Linked DNA regions of Mus musculus: regions 1, 2, 3, 4 and 6 are each linked to region 5. A link is a contact called in public ChIA-PET and promoter capture Hi-C data. All regions are on one chromosome and are shown on one strand. The core of a region is the stretch at or near the end of the contact, and the rest is flanking DNA. Distances in the headings are between cores, read along the strand shown.

Region 1 (3,928 bases), core at 1,362-3,861, 170 kb after region 5:
TGGCGCACACCTTTAATACCAGCACTTGGGAAGCAGAGGCAGGCCGATTTCTGAGTTCAAGGCCAGCTTGATCTGCAGAGTGAGTTCCAGGACAGCCAGGGCTACACAGAGAAACCCTATCTCAAAAAACCAAAAAACCAAACCAAAACAGAAAATTTCAAACCACCTCAGCATACTACAGACAGAAACACTGCAGTACATAGAGCATTAGTAACCTGCCCAAGTGGGACCTTTAGGAAGGGCAGAGTTGAGCTTGAATTGGGTCAATGGGCCTGAAAGCCTGGCTACTGTGTCCAAACTGCATCTCAACAGTCACTCCTTGAAACCTGGATGAGATGGGTGGGACCAACCATCTGTAGATGAGAAGCTGGTTCTGGAGGGAGCACAGACTGCCCCCTGGAGCTGAAGCTAGGTCTGGAGGGAGCACGGAATGCTCCTGGAGCTGAAGCTGGGTCTAGAGGGAGCACGGACTGCCCCTGGAGCTGAGCAAGTTCGGGTAAAGCTGTTTTTACCTTCTCAGTTCAGACACTTGCTTATCAAATGGTTCCTTGCCAGTGGGTGGTGACTCAGACCCAAGAGACAGCTAGTTGGTCATCCCATCCTTCTTGACTTCCTCCCTGGTTATCTTCAGCTACTCCATCCATAAAGCAGCCCACCACAGTGATGGATGTTAGCCTTATAGCCTGGGTGTGTTATCATGACTATGTGTGTTAAACATGGAACTCCATTAAGTTTTGTTTAGTTGGGGATAGACACCAGGCTTTTGGCATGCCAGGTGAGTGCTGTACAGCTGAGCTATGTCCCCAGCACCATGGGAAACGTTATTAGAGAGTGCCTGGATCAGAGTTAATTTAGTGCCTCCTTCCTAATTTTACAGAATCCAAACATTTCACAATAACTCTGGAGCCAGGCTTGCATCCTGCAAACCATCTCCCTGCCCTCCAAATTCTACTCTGGAGCTCACCCTCCAGTCAGGGATTCCAAGTCTCCATTCCCAGATCCTTTCCCTTTAAATATGTAAGTGTTGATTTCCCATAATCCTCCTTGGATTCCCCTACCTACCCCTGTCTTCTCTCTCTTCTCTCTCCCTTTTCCTCTGGTCCCCCCCCCGCCCCTCCTTCTTATCCTATCTGCTGCACAGGCACAAAGAAACCTAGACTTCTGGGTTTTATTTCCCTGTTTGGTTTGGAGTTTTTGTTTTTGTTTTTGTTCTAGCCAGGCTGGAAGTCACTATGTAGCCCAGGCTAGACTTGAACTTTAGACGATCCTTCCTCCACCTCTTCAGTGCTGCAATTACAAACATGAGGTACCCTACCTGGCCCAGCCCTCCATTTTTATCACTTCTTATTAAGTCTCTCCAGCTGTAAAATGAGGCTTCCTGGCTTCTTATCTGGCCAGCTGAGGGCAGGTTCTCTGGGCCTCAGTGGATATTGATCCCTGCCAGGACAGCCACCCTCAACACTATCAGTACCCACACCAGGTGCTAGCCCTGCTACAATGTATAGCAGGAGAGAGCACGAGGTCTTCGGGGGCGGCAGCTGCAGCCTCTGCAGTCTGGACCAGGCTGGCTATGGTCCAACTGGCACCTTAGCCTAGGACAGTTTTCTACACAAACTGGTTTTTCCTTCTGGCTGGCAGCCCAAAAAGAGTAGCGCAATTCACTCCCAGCCCGAGGCTGGGGAGGCTCTGACTTTTCTAGACTCCCAGGATTGTACTCCCTGTCTTCCGGGAAGTCAGGTTGTGTGCAGTACCCAAGCTTTGCTGCTAGGTCTTGCCTGGTCTCATGGAGAAAGCTTCTGGAAGATCCGAGCCAGAAGCTGGGTTAGCCAGACTCTACAGTGGCAGAGCTACCCTGGAAGGAGGCAGGACCTCTCTAAGGCTCTGCATTAGGGTCCAAGAGGAGCCAAGAGACCCTTAGCTCCGAAGACAAGTTCGTGGCTGTGCTGTTTCGGGAGCTAGCAGAAGGCACAGCCAGCCCTGGATAGAGCAAAGGCTAGAGGGGCTACACAACAGCTAAGGAGGCCAGGAGGCCCATGTTCCCTCCATGTCCATGTCCTCAGCAGCCCTGGCTCTGCAGTCTTCTCCTCCGTGGTCTTGATAAGTTTATCGAGTGAAGCTCTGTGTGATTTGGAATGGTCTCTCCCTTCTCTGGGTCTCAGTTTCCCCACCTGTCCATAGAAGGCAGGACTGGATCTATGTTTCAGGAAACTGCTTGCCAGGTTCGGTGTTGAGTCCAGCAGATGCATAGGCTGAAATGTATCTGGGGATTTTAAGGGGTGATTGCTGGGGGTTCTGCATCGCATGGGCGAAAGACCCCATCTGCCCCCAGATCAAGAAAGAGCTTGGCAGATCCGGCCTGGCGGGGACCAGCGCTCTGCATGTCCCTGGCTCAGTGTCCGGCTTAGACAAGACCTAGGTTCTCCAGGGAAGGTAACCCTGCTAACCCACCAGGTTCCCATCGCGCCGCTCCCGCAGCGGAGCCCAGCGCAGGATTGCAACTGGTTCCCTGGCAACCTGGGAGGAATCCAGCCGCAGCTACAGGCTCTTCCTCTCCCCTCCCACCGCCTCCTACTGCGGGCGCCGGGGGCGGAGGCTGCCAGCCCATTATAAAAAGCAACCGAGACCAGCCGCGAGTGACTACTAGGAGCTGCGACACGGCCCAGCCTCCTGGCCCGCCGAATTCCTGCACTCCAGCCATGGCTCCCTCGCCGCTCGCGTGGCTGCTGCGCCTGGCCGCGTTCTTCCATTTGTGTACTCTGCTGCCGGGTGAGTGGGTCCCGGACCCTACCTCGGGGAGAAAGGAAGGGTATGCAGACTGCATCTCCCTGGGGAAAATAGGCCCCCGCGAGTCCCAGCCATCCCAGTGGCTTCTGGGGTGGGAGTCGGGGAGACACCTCGGAGGTGTCTGTGGGAGACAGAAGCTGTGTGGGGAGGAGAGCGAGGGCTGAGGGAAACCTGAGCAGGCTCCTGGCTGACGGACAAGAGGTGGTTCTTCCTACTGAGGTTAACTATAACCTGTATAAGCTCTGGCCCGGGGCCAGGGACTAGGTAGGACTTTCCCCTGCCCTGTCGCTCCAGGCCCCCAGAAATAGTTAAGGTCAAGGTCACTGCAGCTCATGGGGATGGAGCTTGTCTCTAGTACTGGCGTGCAGCTTGTCGTCTCTCTGCCTGTGTCTCCCCCATCATCCTTGCCACTTTCTCCAAACCCAGCTTAGAAAATATTTTGTCTCTACGGACTTGCTTCCTGGAGTCCACTACCTGGTAGTACAAGGTGTAGACATTCCTAGGGACATAGGAAAGATGGAGAGCTAGAGCTAGAGATCTGTTTGAGGATGCTCAGCCAGTATGCAGGGCAGGAGAGAGTGATGCCCAGGGACTTAAGGAAGGAGAGACCAACAGCCTTGCCCACCTTCTCTTTTGACCATTCCACCTCCTTTAACCTCTAGAGCTCCATCCTCAGGGAGGGCCGAGGCTATTTAGCCAGGCTAAATTAGCAGGTTGTCGCTCAGAGAAGGTGGCACTCTGCCTTAGGGCGCACTGTGAAACTGGAAAAAAATGAGAGCCAACCCCCAGCATCAAGGATATCTCCATGGAACTAAATCACCAGTGCCACAGGGAGCTGGGTGGGTGAGTGGGTGGGAGTGGGGGTGGTGGGATAAAATTGTGCCTGCCTTTCTGCTGTCTGAGCTCTGGCCCTCAAGCCTGAGATATTTGTAGACAGTGCGCACGGGGAAGTAGGAATCAGATGGAGGTTGCTTTGCCATCACCTCCCTGTGTGTCAATGGAGCAGGGTCTTGACTTCTCTGGTCCCAACTGCTGTAGCATTCACGCCTTACCGGTGAGAAAACTCCAGTGTCTAGGGAGGCATTTTGGAAAGTGCATGTGGTCATGGTGGTAGCTATCACTTTCCTAAGCTTATAGGGAAATC
Region 2 (3,564 bases), core at 1,045-3,544, 140 kb before region 5:
CTGTTACTATGTGCCAAGGATAGGTCAAACATTTTACAGGACAGCCTATATGCCCTTACCTCTAAATAACTGTAAGTCACTAATGGCATTTTATTTTTTTATGCCACGTACGCTACTGCATCTCACAGTGGTTAGTGCTACAAAGCAGATCCTAAGTGGAAGGGTGTTTGGCTTATCCACATTTGGTGGATTCCTGTTGTGGTTTGGGCTCCTTCATAAGCTAACCTGGAGACAAACATAGCTCATTCATTTAGGAGGTGCTCCTATAGGGACACGTACTATGGGGACAGAAAATGAAGACAGGGGAGGCCAGGCATCCCAGAGGTGTGTCATTGAGTGAGTACTATAGGTAATGGACACCTGCCTAATGAAGAGGGAGTAGGATGTTTACACAGCAACTCTCAGCATCCCTTGGCTAAGGAGACAAATTAAGCCCTTGGCCTCCAGCTGATGGGTAGGTGGTCAGATGTGAACCAAGTACATGCAGATGAAGCTGGGGACCTGGGAGGAGCTACAGGGCTTTAATGACATCCTCCTAAAAAAGGAACCACAAGACTCACCCATCAATGGAGGATAGGAAAGTTTATTTCTCAGCCATTTAGGGAGTATCAATAACCCCAGGGCTCTGTGACCATGTGACTGGGGGAGCGTGGTAATTTACATACACTGATACCTTCCTGAGCTCTTCCCTGGAGTACTCTTAATAATCTCCTACCCATAAATATAAAGCACACACGTATCTGTTTCCCCCCCTCAATCCCGTCATTGTGTGCCATTTGCCATATTTTTTCTTTTTGAGACAGGGTTTCTCTGTGTAGCCCTGGCTATCCTGGAACTCAGAAATCTGCCTGCCTCTGCCTCCCAAGTGCTGGGATTAAAGGCGTGCGCCACCATGCTCGGCGTGTCTTTCCATGTTTTATTAGAATCATCGCTCTACCAGGAAGATCAGCAAATCACATACAACCCTTTTCCAGTGTGTTGCTTTCATTTTATCTTTGTCTCCCCCCCCCCCCCCGCACACACACACACACACACACACACACACACACACACACAAATAGAAAAATTAGTGGATGGTAAGAAATGTTTTATTGTAACACCTTTGTTTATATAAAATGTTTCCAGTAACTTTATTGAAGTGTGGAGCATCTCAGAATGAAAATGAACAATCCGGTCTAAACATCCAGGGACCACTTGTGTGTGGGCAGTGTTTTCATAGCTCTTGGGTCTAGACCTAGGAATGGCAGAGCTGGATTTATGATGAACTTCCAAACTGGTTTCCAAAGTAGTATCATTCTTGCCAGCCATATGTGAGGCTTCCAGTTCTTTCAAATCCCAATCAACAGAGTCCATTGTTTTCCTTACAGCCAGTCTATATGGGTATGAAATGCTATGATCCCAGGATTTTAAGTTCCAAGCAATCTTAAAACTGTTTGTTTGTTTATTAGAGAGAGAGAGAAAGCAAGTGAGCACATGAACAAGAGAGAGAACGAATGTGTGCATGTGCGTCTACATGTGTTTGACATAAGCATGTGGGCACCATGGTGGGCATGTGGAGATCAGAGGACAACTTTGTAGAGTCGGTTCTCTCCTTTCGGCTTTCCATGGGCTCTGGGAATCAAACTGAGGTGTCTGACAAGCGCCTTTGCCTGCTGAGTCATCTCCCCAGTCCTATGCAACACATTTACAAAAACACTTAGTTAAAAATAATTATTTCGGGGAAGCAATGTCCCCGTGTTTAAAAACACTTCCTGCTCTTGTAGAGGATTTGAGTTAAGTTTCCAGAACTCATGTTGGGAAGGTCACTACTGCCTAGAACTCAAGCTCCAGAGGATCTGATGCCCTCTCTGACCCACAGGCATGTGGATGTACGTGTACACACACACACACACACACACACACACACACACACACACAATTTTAATAATAGTTCTTTAACTGGATGTGTTGGGAAATGCCATTGATGAGTGAGTTTTATGTGAATGTGAAGCTCATTTGGCTCTATTCCATTCCTTTGGTCATTTTGTATTTTTTTTCTATTTTAACCCAAGTTCCATACAGTGTTGATCCCTCTAGAAATCGCTTTACTATATTTGGAGACTTTCTCCACATGCTTGCCTGCCTATCCCCCAAATGGCCTTTTGATAGAATTGCCTTCGGTTTTTCTGTCTTGTGCGTTCCTGAGGATTGACCCCAGGGTCTTGTGCTTGCTAAATACATGCATACACACTGCACACCAAGCTGCAGCCTGCACCCTTAATTATTCGATTCTAACTGAAAATGCCTTGTGCTGTAATATTGGCACCCTATTGCCACACATCCTGTTTGCTTATTTCTCCAAATGACTGTCCCCATCCTCACATCTCTAGGGTGTTCTGGTCGACTTTAAGTGGCATTGCCTTCTGCCTGCATACCAACTTAGAGATTTTTTTTCTTTCTGCTTTCTGTGGTCACAGGCAGCTGTGTCTTAGTCACTTCAAACTGCTGTAACAGAATAACACAGTCTAGGTGTCAATTATAGCTCACAGCCTCAGAGGCTGGGAGGCCCCAGATCTGGATTCCAGTACATCCACTGGAGGTTCAGAGCTGCTTGCTATGTTTTCATCAGGGTAGAAAGAGACATTACTTCCTGTATCTTCTTGTAGATACATTTGTGTCACCTTGAAGATCTACCTCACAACTCTGTTGCATCTCTGAATCTCCTGGTGCTGTTGTACCAAATTCACTGTAGAGAACATTAACTTTGTATCACAGTAAGGTAGACTACCTCTGCGGCTTCACCCTGCTGCTCTTCTTCCTTTAGACAGGGTCTTACATAGGCCAGGCTGACCTTGAACTCACTCTGAAACTGAAGATATTCTTGAACTCCTGGTTCTTCTGCTTTCACCTTGCAAGTGCTAGGATTGCACACATGCGTGCCCAGCACTTGTTTGCTTATTTAAAAACTTTAAACTATTAAGAAAGACGGCTCCAAATGTTGAGCTCCTGGGGACTTTGTGGGCAAGGACAGAGGCTGGCATTTGTGGTGAGGACTTTTCCACTTTTGTGCAAATGAGTAAGCTGAGTCCAACTATGGACTTATGATGCCCAGGCTTTTAGTTAAAGGAGGTAGGGGAAGTCATCCTGTGTTCCTTGTTTGGCAAGATGGCAGCAGGATGACTGGGCTGTGCCAACTCCAGGAACATACAGAACTTGGTTGGGAAGAACTCGATTGGTTTGTGAAGGTGAAGGACCTTTGAGGGTCAAGTGTCCTCTGAGGCAGGGACTGGGGTCCTGGACACAGCATCATTCCTCTTGAGTTTGGAAGAGGGGGAGAGCACCTTGTTTTCTCTCTCTTTAGGACCTGAGCCATAGAAACAGCCTATAAACTGAGGGTCAGAGGGCAAAGTCCAGACACTCAGAAGACCCTCTATATGGGGACACCATCTATCATGATCCAAGAAGCCAGGTAAATGGATTTTCCTCCCCTTCCCTCTTTTCCTTTCCCCTCCCATCTCTTCCTTCTCTCTCTAACTGTGGCCAAGACTCCCAACCCCACTTCCCTGAGTCATTGGTCAGCTGTAC
Region 3 (3,826 bases), core at 1,152-3,651, 260 kb after region 5:
GTGGCGTGTGTATACCTGATTGGTTGTGCTTTCAGTACCTCATTTACATTCCCCGGGATGGGCTGTGACGTGGCACGAAACCCTTATGCACATGCGCACATTGGTTGTTTACCCGAACTTAACAGCGGTAGCCAGTGCCATCTTGTAATGGCGTATGTGGCTTCCCACATCTATGTCCATCTAGACAATGTCGAGTATCTAAGTATCCTCACACCTACGGGGCCACCATGACAGCCTTGCATCTTTGGGCACAGTCAAATGAGAGTAATCCCAGGCCATGCACTTCTTGTCTGCTCCTAGTCTCTGACTACTTGCAGGCAGTCCTTAGCTTTCATTAGTCTTCCAGCCTCTACACTGGCGCCGTTTCCTTTGTGCCCATGGTTAGCACGGTCTTCTGTACAAATCACTGTCTTTCTGTTTAAATCAGCTGATGGGGAGAGTTGAGTTCCAGATCTTGTCCACAGGGCTTTCTGTCAGGCTCTTTCTGTACCTCTGATTTTTTCTTTTTAATGCCTCTCGACATTCCATAGAGTTACTGCCACATAATTACACTTCATCTTTTCTCTATCCTCTATAGCATCCCTCTCAGCAGACAAGTGTGATTCATGATTCACAGGGATGGTGTGTGCTGTAGACCAGGCCCCCCTCTGTCAATGCTTTTCTCTCTCCCTCAGGAAGAAATGTGACTCCTTGTTACAGCAACTCTTTATTCTCTGGTAACTCTGCCCTCTAAATGTAGTTCCTTCAGGGTTCCGTTTAAGGGCCTCTTTTCTCTGTGTGAACAGCTGCCACTTTTTAGAGGCCCATTTAAACTCCTCAGCTGCAACTACACAGATCTGTAGAAGTGGAGAGCATTGTATCTACTTCAGAAGAACATCACACGATCAAGAGTAGAAGGGAAAGTGTGTATCGTCTAACACATATGGACATTGTTGAGTATACGTTGGGGACCTTTGAGGTGGCTCAGTGGGTAAGAGCACTTGCAGTCAGGCCTGGCATCCTTCCACACACGTGATGTATTGGTACCATTACATACATACACATATAAAATAGAAATACATTTAAAAAAAAATTTTAAAAAAAGCCAGGCGTGGTGGCACACACCTTTAATCCCAGCACTTGGGAGGCAGAGGCAGAGGCAGGCGGATTTCTGAGTTCGAGGCCAGCCTGGTCTACAAAGTGAGTTCCAGGACAGCCAGAGCTATACAGAGAAACCCTGTCTTGAAAAACAAAAACAAAAACAAACAAACAAAAAAACATGGGTTTTGTTTTTCTTGTGTATGCATTACAGTACTCTCTCTGACATTAGCTCGGATGTGGGTCTCTTGTTTGCTTCTTTGTGTGTTATCTAACTGTCCTGAGAGCATCCAGGGGATTCTTCTCTCCATCTTCCTACTCACAGGAGCCTAAGATTAGACTCTTGCATTACCATGCCTCTTTACAGGTGTTCTGAGAATTTGACCTTGTGTCCTTGCACATCAGGGTTTGGCTTCGCACCCTGGAACAAGTGACTGAGGTGCATATTTTACCCGTCAAAGCAGACCTGGCCTCCAGGTTCTCCCAGCATCCTTCAGTCCCCACCTGGCATGCTCTGCCTCCACCCTGAACTTTCCAGCCCAGAGGCTGGGCTGCCCTTCCCCAAGAGGTTCTTCCCTATAGAATCCAGACATTTTGCTCTTGCTCTCTGGATCGATCTATCTCCCTCCCCCTGCCCCAGGCCCTTTCTCTTCTCCCTCTCTGCCCTTCCCATGGCGGTTCCCCGGCCTCTGTTCTTAAGGCCAGTGAACTCACCTGAGAGCAGCTTCCCAATAAACCTGCCTTTTAATATATTCTAATCTGTCTTGAATTGGCTCATTTTACCAGCAGAGAAATAACCTATCAGTCGTCTTGCATGCTTGAGTCACCTCCCTAGCCATTTTGTTCATGTATAGATGTACAACTTTTTAATGGTTTTTTTTAAGGTTTCATTGTATTCCTATGTATTTTAAAAATTATTTTTATGTATAAGGATGTTTTGCTTGCATGTATATTTGTGCACCATGTGAATACCTGGTGCCCTCAGATACCAGGAGAGAGTTTCCTCAGAAACTGAAGCTAAAGATGTTAGGCATCATATGGGTGCTGGGAATACAATCCAAGTCTTACATAAGAACAGCCAGTGCTCTTATCCCCAATGCCGTATCTCCAGCCCCGTATGTAAGTTTAACCAAGTCTCTATCGATCATTGCCTAATGCGTTATTTTTAGCAGTTATAAATAACGTTGGCATGAATGACCCTGTACATTTAATTTTTGTGCTGTATATCTTGGGGATTTCAAGAGTATAGGACCAATGCATTTTGGCGCCGGTGTGGTTAGAAAACACAGGCCAGGAGAGTTCCGGCCTCCGGTCAGCAGGTGGCGCTGCGCCCGCGACTAGCCGGAAGCGCCGATTGCCCCGCCGACAAACTGCTGGTGGCCGCGCAGGCGCGCTGTGCGGCTGGCGCGGGAGCCTGGCGGAGGGTCGCGATGCCGTACGCCAACCAGCCAACAGTGCGGATCACGGAACTCACCGAAGAGAACGTCAAGTTCATTATCGAGAACACGGACCTGGCGTAAGGCGGCGAGGGGAGAGGCGGGCGGGCGGCCGGGTCCTCGAGCTCCTGACCCCGGGGCTGTGGCTTCGGGGCCGCTCACACCGCCTGTCTTTCCTCCTGTAGGGTGGCCAATTCCATTCGGAGGGTCTTCATCGCAGAGGTGCCCATAATAGGTAAGCGACCGTCCCTGGGAGCCCGTGCCGCCCACCCTCCGCCCGGGGTGGGGGCTGAGAACACTGCGGTGCTGTACGCTGGGCTGGGGCAGCCTAGGCCCGCCTTGGTGCGTGCCTTGCTCAGCTGCGGGTTTCCCAGTACTGTTCGTCTACCCCAAAGCAACAGAAATCAAAACCAAGCACTGTTAAACAGCGGAGGGCTGCAGCCTCCTCATCCGGGCGGTGTAGATGCTAGGCGTCGTTAGCAGGTGATGCAGCGATTGCCGAAGTAGTGTAGATGATGCGCTTTTGCTTTGACGTCAGTGTTCGCTACTGGCTGGTGTCTTTTGAACATATATGCTGATTTTACAAAATCATGGGCTTCGTTATGTAGTTTGAAATCTACACACACAGAGTGTACCTGGTCTCTCCCATCCTTCCAGATAGTACCCTGCTATACTTTCTTGTCGTCTCCCCCTATCTTTTTGAAAACCTTTATTTACATATATGTGTCTATCTCTGGGCTCGAGTACCGGAGTTCATGTGTAGAGGTCAGAGTACAGCTTGTAGGAGGGATTCTCTTCTCCCACCATATGGGGCCCAGGATTGAACTCCTTAAGGCTTGACAACAAAAAGTATCTTGCACATCTTGCAGGCTCCGAACTTTCTCTTTATTAAAGAGAGAAAGAGAAAAAGAGAGAGATTCCACATGAGAGAAAGCATGTGTTATAAAGATTTTCTAATTTTGTTTGTTTGTTTGTTTTTCAAGACAGGGTTTCTCTGTGTAGCCCTGGCTGTCCTGGAACTCACTTTGTAGACCAGGCTGGCCTGGAACTCAGAAATCTGCCTGCCTCTGCCTCTGCCTCCCAAGAGCTGGGATTAAAGGCGTGCACCACCACTGCCCGGCTTAAGATTTTCTTTAACAAACAACATACTTTTGTTCCTTATTGTTGAAGTGTGTGTGTGTGTGTGTGTGTGTGTGTGAGAGAGAGACAGACAGACAGACAGACTTCGGTTTTTTGTTTTTTTAAATCCATCCTGGTGTCTTTTTAAAAATGAATTTCTTATTTCTGCTGCATATGTAAATCATGTACGTTTT
Region 4 (4,014 bases), core at 583-3,082, 240 kb before region 5:
TTGTGAGTCACTTCACATGTGCCCAAGGACAGAAAGACATACAGGACCCTTAGTGAGTTGTGGTGTCCTCGGTAACGTGGTGATCAGGATCTCAGACCAATTAGCGTCAAAGCACAGAGATCTGAGCTGAAGCAGTTACCAGTCCTTCCTTGGGCCACCCCAGAGGACACTGAAACCTACATGCTTCTCAAGGGCTGGGGCTTCCTGTACTCAGCTCTTGGCAGCCAAAGGGTGGTGTCACACACAGGGAGTTGAATTCTGCCTTAGAATGTCCTCCAGTGTGGCTTACGGCATTGAAAAAGTCAAGACTGTGACACCAAGGCGTTAAGCCAGATGTGGACCCTCTGAGGTAGGACCCTTCTGTGGCTCCATGACACCCATTGTTGGGCACCTCCCAGGGCCTGCAGAAGGTCAGGTTTTCCTACTGAGAACGTGCTGAGGGAAGGGGGTTTGTTCCATCAACATTCTCTCAAGAGAATGTTCCCAAAACTAGGTTGGGCCCAGGGTGTGGCCTGAGTCAAGACAGTGGAGGTGGCGCCAAGACATCTAACCCTCTGGGGACTCTGAGGTGTGAACTGTCCAGGGTGCATGGGTGGGACAAGCTGCAGCTTCCATAGTGAAGTCTCTCTTCAAAGAAACACACCTGCAATTATGACCTGCTGTTAACTCACTGTGTAGCCTTGCTAAGGAACACCACGTCTCTCTTAGCCTTGATTTCCCTAATGAGCACTGAAGCAGGTTCAAGGTTCTCCTTCATCACACTGCGATCCCAAGTTCACTTGCTATAAAATGAATCCATCTCTGGACGGGTGAGGGGGTGGGGTGGGGGTGGGGGCATGATGAGATTTTACCTGAGTAGCGTCTCCCGCCCCACTTTCTCCTCTTCCCCAAAACTTCGGGAAACGTCAAAAGCTCACCAACTAGTCTTGCGAGATTAGCTGAGAGTAACAGTGGTGTGTCTGGTCACCCTGGAGGTGACACCTACACACACCCCCACCCTAGCCAGATGTCACCCAACAGGGCCCCTAGCTCTTGGAACAACTCTCCAGAGCAGCTGTGAGTGTGTCCCAACCCTCCAAGTTGGAGACCAGCCCAGATCTCTCAGGATGCAGTCAAGGTCAGCCTCATTAGACTTGGGAACCCTGAACATGCAAATTCTAGTCTCTTTTAGAAGAAGGCTGGGAGGGGCTCAAGACCCCTGTTCCCAGACATTCTAAGGACAACAAACAAGGAACAATCCTCAGTGGAACCAGGTGAAACGGGTGTCTAATCTAGCTCCAGCTTGGGGCAGAACCTGGCTCTGTCAGTCTCCTACTCCGTGGCTTATCTGATGACCCACCCCTACACCTCCACCCATGTGTGAGCGCAGCTACACCTGCACAGGTGTTGAGCTGGCGCTGCACAGTAACTATCCCAACCCCACAGCCTCTGAGCAGGACCTCCTTTTTCTCAGTAACGACCCTCTACATTGCCAAAGAGTAATTCATGAAGGCATCCTTACCACCCGTGCCTGAGCTGAGGAAGATGCTGTAAGCAGGGGCCTGCTTTAAGGATCATAACTAAACTGTGTTCCTTGAGACAGGGACACTGCCACAGGAGTTGTGTCCTCTACTCAGGGCCTTCCAGATGGGGAGTGGACTGGCACTCAGCCTGGGTTGGTTCCGTTCAGGGACTTAACTTCTGGATCTAGCATTCACCCAACACTGCCTTGCACTTTTGAACAGAACTTGTATTGTTCCCAGCTTTGTTCTAAAGATCAGTGGTTTAGGGTGAGCACATCCTGTTGGCAAGAGCAAGCATGTTATTGGCTAAAGCTAGAGCCAGTTAAAGGCGCTGTCCCACGGGACAGGGCCACAGGCTCCGCCCAGGGAGGGAACTTCAGGCTGAAGCTTGCTGCAGGAACTGTGGGTTTTTTTGTGGCTCTGAGCAGGCAGGCACCTGTGCCCTGTGCCCTTTAAAGTTGGTGAACTCAGTTCCCAAAAATGTTGTAGCATTTTCCCAGACTGCAGAGTCCTCAGCTTCAGGAGCGCCTGCAAAATCTAAGCTTGGCCTTTCTCCTCTCCTATGCCGTTCCCATGGAAGATCACTAACCACTTTCGGGTGAAGACAACAGTTGCTTAGTGACATAGGCATCCTTGTTCCCACCCATCCTTCCTGATCCTTGGGACCTTACGTTCTAAAAATAGGGCAATGGTTGTCCGGCTGATGTTCTGACCCTGTGTTTTAGTTAGTGATCACAGGCCTGGTGAGGTTGTAGCAAGCAGATGCATCAGGTAGAAAGATCTAGGAACCTGATTCAGGACACATCTCCACCACCTGCATGCTGTGTGCATCCTCAGACAGCCAACAAGGGCAGTGACTCTGTGACTGCTCTATTTAAAGAACTCTGAGGCTCAGTGCCACTCAGGCACTTTGCCAAAGTCACCAAGTTGAGGACATTGCAATGCCAGCACTCAGGCGATGACTGTGGGGTCAGATTCTGAACTCTGAACCCTAGTTCAAATCTGCCTGGCTGGCTGCTCCAGCTGGCCAAGTTCAGCTGGCCAGAGTTCAGCTGGGGCACTGTCCACTGCTGGCCTTAATTAGAGCTCAGATGGAGGGATTGTCAAGGGTACAATCCGGTACACTGTTGTGTAAGCACTAATATCCCAAACTCATGCACCATAGCTGGTTCTGTGAGGTACCATATTTCCCAGAAGCTGAACCCATGGAACCATGATCCTAATGTAACTTTAGAATTCTTCGGGTTTTTGTTGTTGTTGTTTCAAGACAGAGTTTCTCTGTGTAGCCCTGGCTGTCCTGGAACTCACTCTGTAGACCAGGTTGGCCTCGAACTCAGAAATCTGCCTGCCTCTGCCTCTCAAGTGCTGGGATTAAAGGTGTACGCCACTACTGTCCGGCTAGAATTCTTAAGATGGTAGAAAAGTCACTTTCTTATCTGCACAGCCAAACATGACTGAACAGCATTCTAGGATATCCTGTTACTTGCATCGTGTTTTACAGCTAGGACAAAAGGCCCCTGAGAAACCATGCTGGAATCGTCCCTGACATCCTTCATGGGGCGGGGGTGGTGGCGGTGGTGGTGATGGTGGCGGTGGTGGGCAGGACAAGGGCATGCAGCCATCTCACAGGAGCATATCACTCTGTGACCTGGTGGGGTGACCTCACCCACTCAGCAAACTTCCTTTGAGCCTGTCTGTCTCAGTGTATTTATGCACAGAGGGAAGTTCCAGACAAAACTCAGCCTGCAGGTGGATGAACACATATTCCAATGGGGGAGAGAGACAACACATAAACACAACTAAAGACACCTATAAGATTGTGGAGGGCTATGAGAACGGTCAACTGGGGATTGGATGGCAAACTGTGGCCAATCAGAGGAGCTGTCCTCAAGCAGCTTAATGCCCTCAAACCTGGATGATTCAAAGAAGCCACCCAGAGCTGGGCATGGTGGTTTACCAAGTCCAAAGGTCTCAAGACAGGAGCAACTTACCACCATGGCTACTCAAGAATTACATGATTAGGGCTGAGTGAGGTTGGAAGGTGTCTTAGTTAGGGTTTCATCGCTATGAAGAGACTGTGACCAAGGCAACTCTTATAAAAGAAAACATTTAACTGGGGCTGACCTACAGTTTCAGAGATTTTAGTCCATTATCATCATGGTGGGAAGCATGGCAGCGTGCAGGCAGGCATGGTGCTGGAGAAGGAGCCAAGAGTTCTACATCTTGATCTGAAGGCAGCAGGAGACTGTGTCACTGGGCAGAGCTTGAGCGTAGACCTCAAAGCCCCGCCTCCACGGTGTCACACTTCCTCCAACAAGGCCACAGTGTCACTCACTGTGGGCCAAGCATTCAAACATGTGAGTCTATCAGGGACAAACTTATGCAAACCACCACAGCAGGGTTGCAGGGGACTGGGCCATAAGGAAATGTGCAGGCCATAGGTCTGCTTAGAAATACTTTGTGGCTGAAGATATTCTTTGAGGAACTGTGAAAGACAGCAGGGAGGTCTTAC
Region 5 (3,523 bases), core at 760-3,259:
AAAAAAAAATAAAAAAAATAAAAAAAGCAAACAAAAACAGCTACTGGATACAAGAGTGAAAATGTGTGTGGAAGACAGTCGAACGCATCAATATATATGTGACTAGAACTTTACAGGATAAATCATTATTTCAATGTCAAAAAGGCTAATTCATATTGCCAAATATAGCATACACCTGTAATTTCAACACCTGAGAGAAAAAAAGGAAACAAAACAGGAGCTTAAGGTTATTTTTCCATACACATCAAACCCAAGGCCAGACTGTCTACAAGAGACTGTCTGAAAACAACCAAAAAAAAAAAAAAGATCAAATACCAAGATAATTGGAAAAAAAAAGCAACTCATGGTTTGAAGCATCATAATTGAAACTGCAAAACAAAGGTGAAAACACTTAGAAGCACTTCTAGAGGGAAACTGATCACATTCAAGAAGGAAGACGTGTCAATAAGGTGAACACACTAAAACTGATTAATCCTGCTTCCCTAAAAGCATATTACACTATATCCAAGCTTACAGTTGAATCACACTGTTCAATTATTTCACTGTCAATTTCTGAAGCTGAAGATTGCCTTTAAGCAAACGTACGGTGACAACGAAGGATGAAACCAGGTAAATGCTCCCCACATAATTCTTCCTTTTTTAAGACTTCAACTTCAGAGATAATTGGGCCATCCGACTTTCAGACCCTTACATATTATTCATAGCTCATCTTAGGCTCCAACTGAAACACAGGAGCTGCCTTTATTTCAACTCAGCTCCTTCTGTCATAGAAAGTTCTACAGATTCCTTTCAAATATCTCAGAAGCAGTACCCGCCAAACCATTTTGCTTGGTAGTTTATACTCTGCTTTGTTTTCTGGCAGTCTTGCTAAGGAAGCCAGGCCTGTCTCCAACTGACAGTCCCCCACACCCACACACAGCCTCGTGGTCCTAGGATTACAGGTACAAGCCACTACACGGAGCTCCTCCAAACCATTTTTATGATGTCTCTGGGGACACTTCAATAAATCAATTCACTTAACCAACGAAACTTGCTACACAGGTTGACAAGTCGCTGCAAATCCTACAGAGGTTCATATTAGACTTTGTGGGGTCCACTCTAGACTTAAACAATCAGACTGACCCAAGGGTGCAGCACAGGGTTTGCATTTTAAAACCAAGGGCCACAGACCTTGTGTTCCCCCAAGAAGCCATTTCCATGACCAATAGTTCTCCCTTTCCCTCTGCGTGGACTGGCATTCCAAGGGCACCAACTCTCAAAGAAGACATTTCAACGACCGGTTGTGTTCTAATAAAATAAGCACACAGCCTTGTTTCCTACTAGAAGAGAATGAGCGAGGCGCTGCAACGGGGAAATTTATTATGTACCCATCCTGCAACTACACACTTCGGGATTCAACGATGCTCAAGTCGGCATTCCACGTTTTCTAAGGAGCGAGGAGCTGCTCCGAATGGAACCGAGGCAGCAGCTCACTTTAGGCCTGATGGCTCCAGCTAACCGCAAAGTGCTGAAAGAAGACAAGGGGCCCGGCAGCTCGGGCGCGTAAGAAAGAGTCGGAACCTCCCACCACGACCGCCACGCCGTCCCGCAGACTCCCGCGGCTCCGCTCCGGAGTGGGCACCGCAAACTCCCAAGCCGGGCGACTCAGGACACCGCACTAGAAAGGACCGCGGGCTGGAGACAAACCTGGGCTCTAATCCTAACTCTGGCTTGGAGTTCACCCTCTCCACGGCCGAGAAGCCTGGTTTCGCCTCCCGGCGCGGACCCAGGCCGCACTCACCTACGAGAGCGCGGGAGGCGAGCCGCCCTCACCTCCGCGGCGCCTACCGTAAACCGTCGCCGCCAAGGCCACTCTCGCTCTTAAAAAACTAGAAAAGAAACCAAGAAAAGAACGACGGCTTAAAGGAAGAAAACACACTTCGCTATTGTATTCCTTTTGACCCTTCGGGGCTTCCTGTTCCTTACAGCCACAACACATTTCCACCCCGCTTCCGGCGGCATAGTCCAATCAACAGCTCTCTCCCTCCCCGAGCGCCTCGTGGAAATCCGGTGCTCCAAGACCGTATGGAGCGATCTGATTGGGTCGTTCGCCCTTCGGCAAGGGGATTAGCTGGTTCATTCCAGGCTGGCGGGCCGACCCGCGAGATCACGTGACACAAATCTTGACTGATGATTGGCTGTCTGAGAGAGAGGGCTTGCCACTGAGGAAGGGGCGTTTCCTAGGGGACTGAGGGAGGGCCCGGGCGGTGTGAAGCGGGGGTGGGCCCCTGCGCGTAATGGCAGTGCCGTGTCCCCGCGTCCATCTTTACCGCTCTCTTGGACCTGTCACAAAGGAGTCGCGCCGCTGTCGCTGTCCCCTCCCTCCGGTGGGCCCAGGAGCTAGTGCAAGTCAGTGCCACAGCCCGACCGCGCTGCTCTGGGAAGCCCCTTGGGGACGTGGCCGGGGAGGGAGCTTGAGGGCTAGCGACGCCTGTGAAGGAAGGGGACAGCCGCTGAAGCCTGGGTCGGAGAGACTGGACTGGGGCCGTGGCCGTCTCCGGGCAGGGGTCTTGGAGAGGGTGGCGTTGGTCAGAGCCTGGGAAGCAGCCGGCACACTCTCCTCCGAGGCCCGCGCTGGAGGCGCCTGAAAGCGGTTCCTGGAAGAGGGTGTTCCCCTTTAGGGGATCTTGACTGAAGGAGGTCCTGGGGTCACCCTCCCGAGGAGACTGGCTAAGGTGAGAAGCAGGTACCTCCTGGGGAGGCTCCGGACGCGGAGAGACCCTCGTTCGGGCTCCTCGGAACCGAAGGGGCCGAGGGGCGCACGTCGTGGGCAGGGATTCCTTCTGGGGAGTTTTGCGTTGCAGTGGGAAGCCGACTTCCCCTGGGATGGTCTGGTGTTGCCTTGGGGTGGAGAGTTCGACGTGAAGCGAGGCTGGGGAGAGTTCTTCGCCTTAGAGAGAGGCTGGAGGCGGGAGCCAGACCTAGCGGATTCTCCTACTCTCCAGGCCTGAGCTAAATATTAAGTAAAAAACCCTTGGGGAGGGCAGTCCTTTCCGTTGGAAAGCCCTAGATCGGGATGGTAAGCGGAAACGGGGATAGTCGGGGTTCTTCCCTCACTCTGGAGTCTGACTAGGTGTCCCAGAGTAAGGATTCTGCTGCCTCTGGCCTTCGCGCCAGAGTGGGACAGGGGAGTCATCCCACCAGCAGCACCCCCAAGCGAGCCTCCAAATTTGGCATTACTTCCTGCCGGGCCCGCTGTCTGCCTCACTTTCCCTGTTCTTACAGAGGGAGACCTAGTTAGAGCTACTGGGCTGAAACTCTTGAGATTCTGTCTTGCGCAGATGTCCGAGTAAGGTTTCGTCCCCTGGAGTGATGTACTTTGAACTTTTTTAAAGTTGGCAGTGTCTGTTACCGTCTGAGTAGAGTCGTGCAGTCTCCCAGGCTCCTCACTTAACCCATCTGCTTGTCCTTCCTTAGTTGAAGTGACTTGACATCTTAGAGTTTCTTCTGTAAAATAATCAACGCTGTGTGTGTGGAAGTAAGG
Region 6 (3,780 bases), core at 1,257-3,756, 190 kb before region 5:
TATGCATGCCCACTGAGTTCCATGCTTAGCCAGAGTGTTTTATTCTAATATCGGTGATTTTTACTTCTAACGTTATTTAACTCATCTTCAAATCTCTCATCTCTGCCCCTTTGGTGTTATCACCTCATTATTTAGTTGCTTTTAAATCTTATCTTGAACCTTTCCTTGGGTCATTCTCAAGTCATTGGCTGCTTACCCTCTTGACTGGTTGTTTCCGGCTCGCCACCGCCGGTGGTGGCCTCCCTGTGTGCCCATCATTCTTCTAAGGTCTTCTTTAGTGGAATTTGGATCTTCTGTGCATAGACTCTGCTCCCTAGATGAGCTAAATTTTCTAAGAAGAGGGTTTTGCGTTTATTTGTGGCAGGGACAGTAAGACGTTCAGTGGCTGGGTGTGTTTTTTATGTTAAACATTCAGCCGGGGAAACTCTGACCTATGTCAAACTCAGTTATAAATATATCCTTCAATCCTGGGGTTCAGAGATTGCTCCTTGCTCATTTTAACGTTTGTGTTGCTGCTGTTGTTGCTGCTGCTGTTCGGAGATTGGGGCTTCACCCTATGACTTCTGTTAGCGCAGATTCTATCCATAGCCCAGGCTGCTCACCAAGCTGTGATCTCGCTTCAGCTGGGATTGTAAGTGTACACCATCATACTTGGGTCTTTCATCTATACACACCCCCAAACACACACACACACACCACCCCAAACCTCCTTGTGGTTTCCTTTAGCGAGGGTAGTTTTCGGTCTTCTTTCCACGAACAGAAAATGTCTTACTTTCAGCTGTATATCTCACTGGTTTCTGAGAACATCAAAACTCTTTTGCACCTCGGTGCCACATCCTCTCCAGGGTCACAGAGGCTTGCTGCATACAGTTTCACCTCTCAGCTGCTCTCCAGAACCTAACACTGTGTATTTCTTCATTTCTAAAGCACTCATTGGCTGAGCGGTGCAGTTGAGAGGCTACTGATCCAGTCCTGCAGCTGACCTGCCACCTACATTCCTTCTGTGGCCCCGCTCACAGGGTGGCTCACTCTGTTCTCTCCACCCAAAGTCTTCCCCCAGCCTCTTCCCCATCTGATTCTTTTCCATCTACAGGGTAGGTCTCCCCCAACTCCCAGTCTGTGTCAGATTCCCCGCCTAAGACTCTGGTGCTCTAGCCTGGTCTCTCTCTCCTTTCACATAGTCTTTGGTTACAATTGTGCGTTTTTGTTTGGGGATTCCCTAATAGATGTTGAGTTTTGCTGCCAGACACCATGTGTGCTGGGCTTTCTGCTGAATCCAGCTTCTGGTCATAGTTGAAGTTAGTAATGTCCCCACAAATATCATTAGAAGCAACAGCTGGCTGTCAAAATCTGTCTCTGAGCTGGGTGTGGTGGTGCACGCCTTTAATACAACACTTAGGAGATAGAGGCAGGCGGATTTCTGAGTTCGAGGCCAGCCTGGTCTACAAAGTGACAGGACAGCCAGAACTATACAGAGAAACCCTGTCTCCAAAAAACCAAATAAATAAATAATTAATTAATAAAAAAAAAAAACCAAAATCTGTCTGTCTCTGTCTCTCTCATGTGCCTGTGCACTGTCTCTATCTCTCCCTCCCTTCCCTCCCTCCCCTTCCCCTCCTTCTCCCCCTCCCCCCCTCTCTCATGTGCCTGTGTACTGTCTCTCTCTGCTTCTCTGTCCCTCTCCCTCCCCTCCCCCTCCTCCCTCTCCCATGTGCCTGTGCATGTGTGCATGCATGTACATGTGCATGCATTTGTTTCTGTAGCCCTGGCTGTCCTGGAACTCGATCTGTAGACCAGAATAGCCTTGAATGCAGAGATCTGCCTACCTCTACCTCCAGAGATTAAAGGATGTAAAGGCTGTGCAACATCATGCACGGCTAAAAAAAAAGAAAAAAAAATCCCTCTATTCATTACACCTCTGCTGGGTCACCATAGAGCAGGACCAGTTCTTGACTCTGCATGTGGGAGATCTCATTTATTCTCACTGTTGTCACCCCCATTTCACAGGCCGGGAAAGTGATGCCCACAAAGCTAAGTGAATGTGTCCCTTCCATACCCCTGGAGGTGAGCAGAAAAGCAACTGTTTTTGCTGTCCCCCATACAGATGACAAAACTGAAGTCTTGAGGGGTCAAGGCTCTTAACTTCTTTTTACTTTTTTGGTGTCTATTTATTTTATGCATATAAATGTTTTTGCTTGCATGTTTGTATGTGCAACGTATGTATGCCTGGTGCCCATGGAGTTCAGATCCCTTGACACGGGAATTGCAGACTACTGTGAACCACCATGTGGATGCTAGCAATCAAGCCAGGGTCCTCTGGAAGAGCAGCCTGTACTCTTAACTGCTGAGCCATCTCTTCAGCCCAAGTCCTAACTTCTTGCTGTGTCACTGTTAAGTTAGTGTAGGGTTACAGCCCAGAGCCTGAGCTACTCCAAACTGCTTCTTGCTCACACAGGACTGCAGTCAGCCTGATCCCCTCTGATGGCTGCTGTCCCGGTCACATGACTCCTGTCTCTCAGCATCTGTTCAGTGACTTCCTTACCAGCCCAGGCTGGGTCACTGTCTACTGCCTGAGGAGGCCTACAATCTCCTGCCAGAACAAGGGTGTTGTGGTCAGTTCTCCTGGACTGATGGAATTTCTCTTCCCACAGACGGATGGGCAAAATCACCTTTGAAGAGGTGAGATGGGTGCAAGGCTTTGGGGTACCAGCGGCTGTCGGGGTCTACCTGTTCTTTTCATTCCCTCTGCTGGGGTTCACTGTTTCCTATCCGTGGCTCCTGATCATCAAACTCGTGGGATGTGAGCCAGGAGAAGGCCCACAGGATGCCTCAGCCTTGCTAATGTCCCTCTAAGTGGAACACTGAGACAGGTCCCTTACACTGTCTAAGACCATCTGCCTCTGTCCACATCTACCATAGATCTCCAGTTCCCCCACATTGTAGGTTTTAGGAAAGAAGCATAGAGTGAATATGTGCTGGGCTTGTCATGAGAATCCCATGTAAGGTCTGGGGTGGCACTTAGGATCAAGCACACACTGACATCGCCTGTGTCAGTAGCCACATGAAGCAAGACCATCCTAGGTACCAAACTCCCTCTGAGTGGCTGGGTTTCATCCACTTAGAAACAGGAGCTTGGAAGCTAGTATAGTTGTAAACAAGAAACCGAGGGTCAGTCTGGTCTCCAGTGTTCTTCAAGGTCTCCTTAATAGTTTTTAATACGCTAAACTCTAAAGATAGGAGGCATGATGGCTATGCCTGTAATCTCAGTGTTAGGAGGCCAAGCAGGAGGATTGTGAGCTAAGAGAAAAGTAACCCTGAGCTACACAGTGGAGTCCTGACTGAAAAAAAAATTCCCCCAAATCAAAACAATACCCGCACCCTCCCACACACCCCCACAAAATCCTAAAGGCAAAAGTAATGAAAACCTGTCCCTCCCAGCACTCAGGAGGCAGAGGAAGGCGTATTTCTGAGTTCGAGGCCAGCCTGGTCTACAAAGTGAGTTCCAGGACAGCCAGGGCTATCCATAGAAACCCTGTCTCGAAAAAACAAACAAACAAACCAAGACCTGGGGCCACACCCACACCTCTCTATGAAGTCTAGAATGGGATTCCTTTGGGGGAATCCCATTTCTTAAAAACAACAACAAACCAACTCCTTATTTTTACATTTTATCGATGATGATGATGGTGGTGGTGGTGGTGATGATGATGATGGTGATGGTGGTGGTGATGGTGGTGGTGGTGATGGTGATTGGGTTTTTTAGAGATAGGGTTTCTCTGT

What was found. ChIA-PET counts read pairs in DNA pulled down with a chosen protein or histone mark. Capture Hi-C pulls out chosen DNA fragments and counts their contacts.
Region 1: a contact with region 5 is called in a promoter capture Hi-C map of adipose tissue. The contact joins the promoter of Cx3cl1 here to the promoter of Psme3ip1 in region 5. A contact is called at or near these places in 2 of 39 promoter capture datasets (the 3T3-L1 cell line and macrophages), 1 of 484 Hi-C or Micro-C datasets (3T3-L1-derived adipocytes), 5 of 115 datasets of contacts at active chromatin or transcription factors (bone marrow-derived dendritic cells, bone marrow-derived macrophages, embryonic stem cells and 1 more) and 2 of 9 other capture datasets (adipose tissue and pancreatic islet).
Region 2: a contact with region 5 is called in an RNA polymerase II ChIA-PET map of memory CD8 T cells, with 37 read pairs. The contact joins the enhancer-like site here to the promoter of Psme3ip1 in region 5. A contact is called at or near these places in 2 of 39 promoter capture datasets (neutrophils and pre-B cells), 3 of 115 datasets of contacts at active chromatin or transcription factors (the SCID.adh cell line, effector CD8 T cells and memory CD8 T cells) and 3 of 9 other capture datasets (adipose tissue, liver and pancreatic islet).
Region 3: an RNA polymerase II ChIA-PET map of memory CD8 T cells shows a contact between it and region 5, with 59 read pairs. The contact joins the promoter of Polr2c here to the promoter of Psme3ip1 in region 5. A contact is called at or near these places in 3 of 39 promoter capture datasets (hippocampal neurons, liver and pre-B cells), 2 of 484 Hi-C or Micro-C datasets (double positive thymocytes and natural killer cells), 4 of 115 datasets of contacts at active chromatin or transcription factors (bone marrow-derived macrophages, large pre-B cells, memory CD8 T cells and 1 more) and 3 of 9 other capture datasets (adipose tissue, liver and macrophages).
Region 4: a contact with region 5 is called in an RNA polymerase II ChIA-PET map of memory CD8 T cells, with 75 read pairs. The contact joins the enhancer-like site here to the promoter of Psme3ip1 in region 5. A contact is called at or near these places in 3 of 39 promoter capture datasets (hematopoietic stem and progenitor cells, hippocampal neurons and pre-B cells), 11 of 115 datasets of contacts at active chromatin or transcription factors (the SCID.adh cell line, bone marrow-derived dendritic cells, bone marrow-derived macrophages and 6 more) and 3 of 9 other capture datasets (adipose tissue, liver and macrophages).
Region 6: an RNA polymerase II ChIA-PET map of memory CD8 T cells shows a contact between it and region 5, with 97 read pairs. The contact joins the enhancer-like site here to the promoter of Psme3ip1 in region 5. A contact is called at or near these places in 7 of 39 promoter capture datasets (embryonic stem cells, hematopoietic stem and progenitor cells, hippocampal neurons and 4 more), 2 of 484 Hi-C or Micro-C datasets (brown adipocytes and natural killer cells), 7 of 115 datasets of contacts at active chromatin or transcription factors (the 230-238 cell line, the SCID.adh cell line, bone marrow-derived dendritic cells and 4 more) and 2 of 9 other capture datasets (adipose tissue and macrophages).

What each region holds. Positions count from the first base shown.
Region 1 is chr8:94,769,569-94,773,496 of GRCm38.p6, forward strand. It overlaps Cx3cl1 (chemokine (C-X3-C motif) ligand 1), which reads left to right and starts at 2,612. Exons shown (of 3, transcript NM_009142.3): 1 at 2,612-2,766. The coding sequence starts at 2,697.
Region 2 is chr8:94,456,352-94,459,915 of GRCm38.p6, forward strand. It overlaps a transcript of Nlrc5 not described here. Among named protein-coding and RNA genes, the nearest start is that of Nlrc5, 15 kb to the right of the region's middle. Within about 2 kb of position 2,295, at least 56 of the 459 cell types and tissues checked have an H3K27ac peak or open chromatin away from gene starts, as enhancers often do. A contact at or near this core is called in adipose tissue, effector CD8 T cells, liver and 2 more, where this site is marked.
Region 3 is chr8:94,855,049-94,858,874 of GRCm38.p6, forward strand. It overlaps Polr2c (polymerase (RNA) II (DNA directed) polypeptide C), which reads left to right and starts at 2,402. Exons shown (of 9, transcript NM_009090.5): 1 at 2,402-2,593; 2 at 2,699-2,748. The coding sequence starts at 2,508.
Region 4 is chr8:94,361,684-94,365,697 of GRCm38.p6, forward strand. The region is part of intron 24 of Slc12a3 (solute carrier family 12, member 3); the gene reads left to right. Among named protein-coding and RNA genes, the nearest start is that of Gm15889, 14 kb to the right of the region's middle. Within about 2 kb of position 1,833, at least 220 of the 459 cell types and tissues checked have an H3K27ac peak or open chromatin away from gene starts, as enhancers often do. A contact at or near this core is called in the SCID.adh cell line, adipose tissue, bone marrow-derived dendritic cells and 8 more, where this site is marked.
Region 5 is chr8:94,599,717-94,603,239 of GRCm38.p6, forward strand. It overlaps Psme3ip1 (proteasome activator subunit 3 interacting protein 1), which reads right to left and starts at 2,010. Exons shown (of 8, transcript NM_028221.4): 1 at 1,781-2,010. Rspry1 (ring finger and SPRY domain containing 1) reads left to right here and starts at 2,225. Exons shown (of 15, transcript NM_026274.4): 1 at 2,225-2,714. It overlaps LOC115486880, which reads right to left and starts at 3,175. Exons shown (of 2, transcript XM_030243886.1): 1 at 3,097-3,175; 2 at 1,900-2,929. The coding sequence starts at 3,175. The coding sequence ends at 2,220.
Region 6 is chr8:94,412,930-94,416,709 of GRCm38.p6, forward strand. No RefSeq gene overlaps it. Among named protein-coding and RNA genes, the nearest start is that of 9330175E14Rik, 20 kb to the right of the region's middle. Within about 2 kb of position 2,507, at least 35 of the 459 cell types and tissues checked have an H3K27ac peak or open chromatin away from gene starts, as enhancers often do. A contact at or near this core is called in the SCID.adh cell line, memory CD8 T cells and pro-B cells, where this site is marked.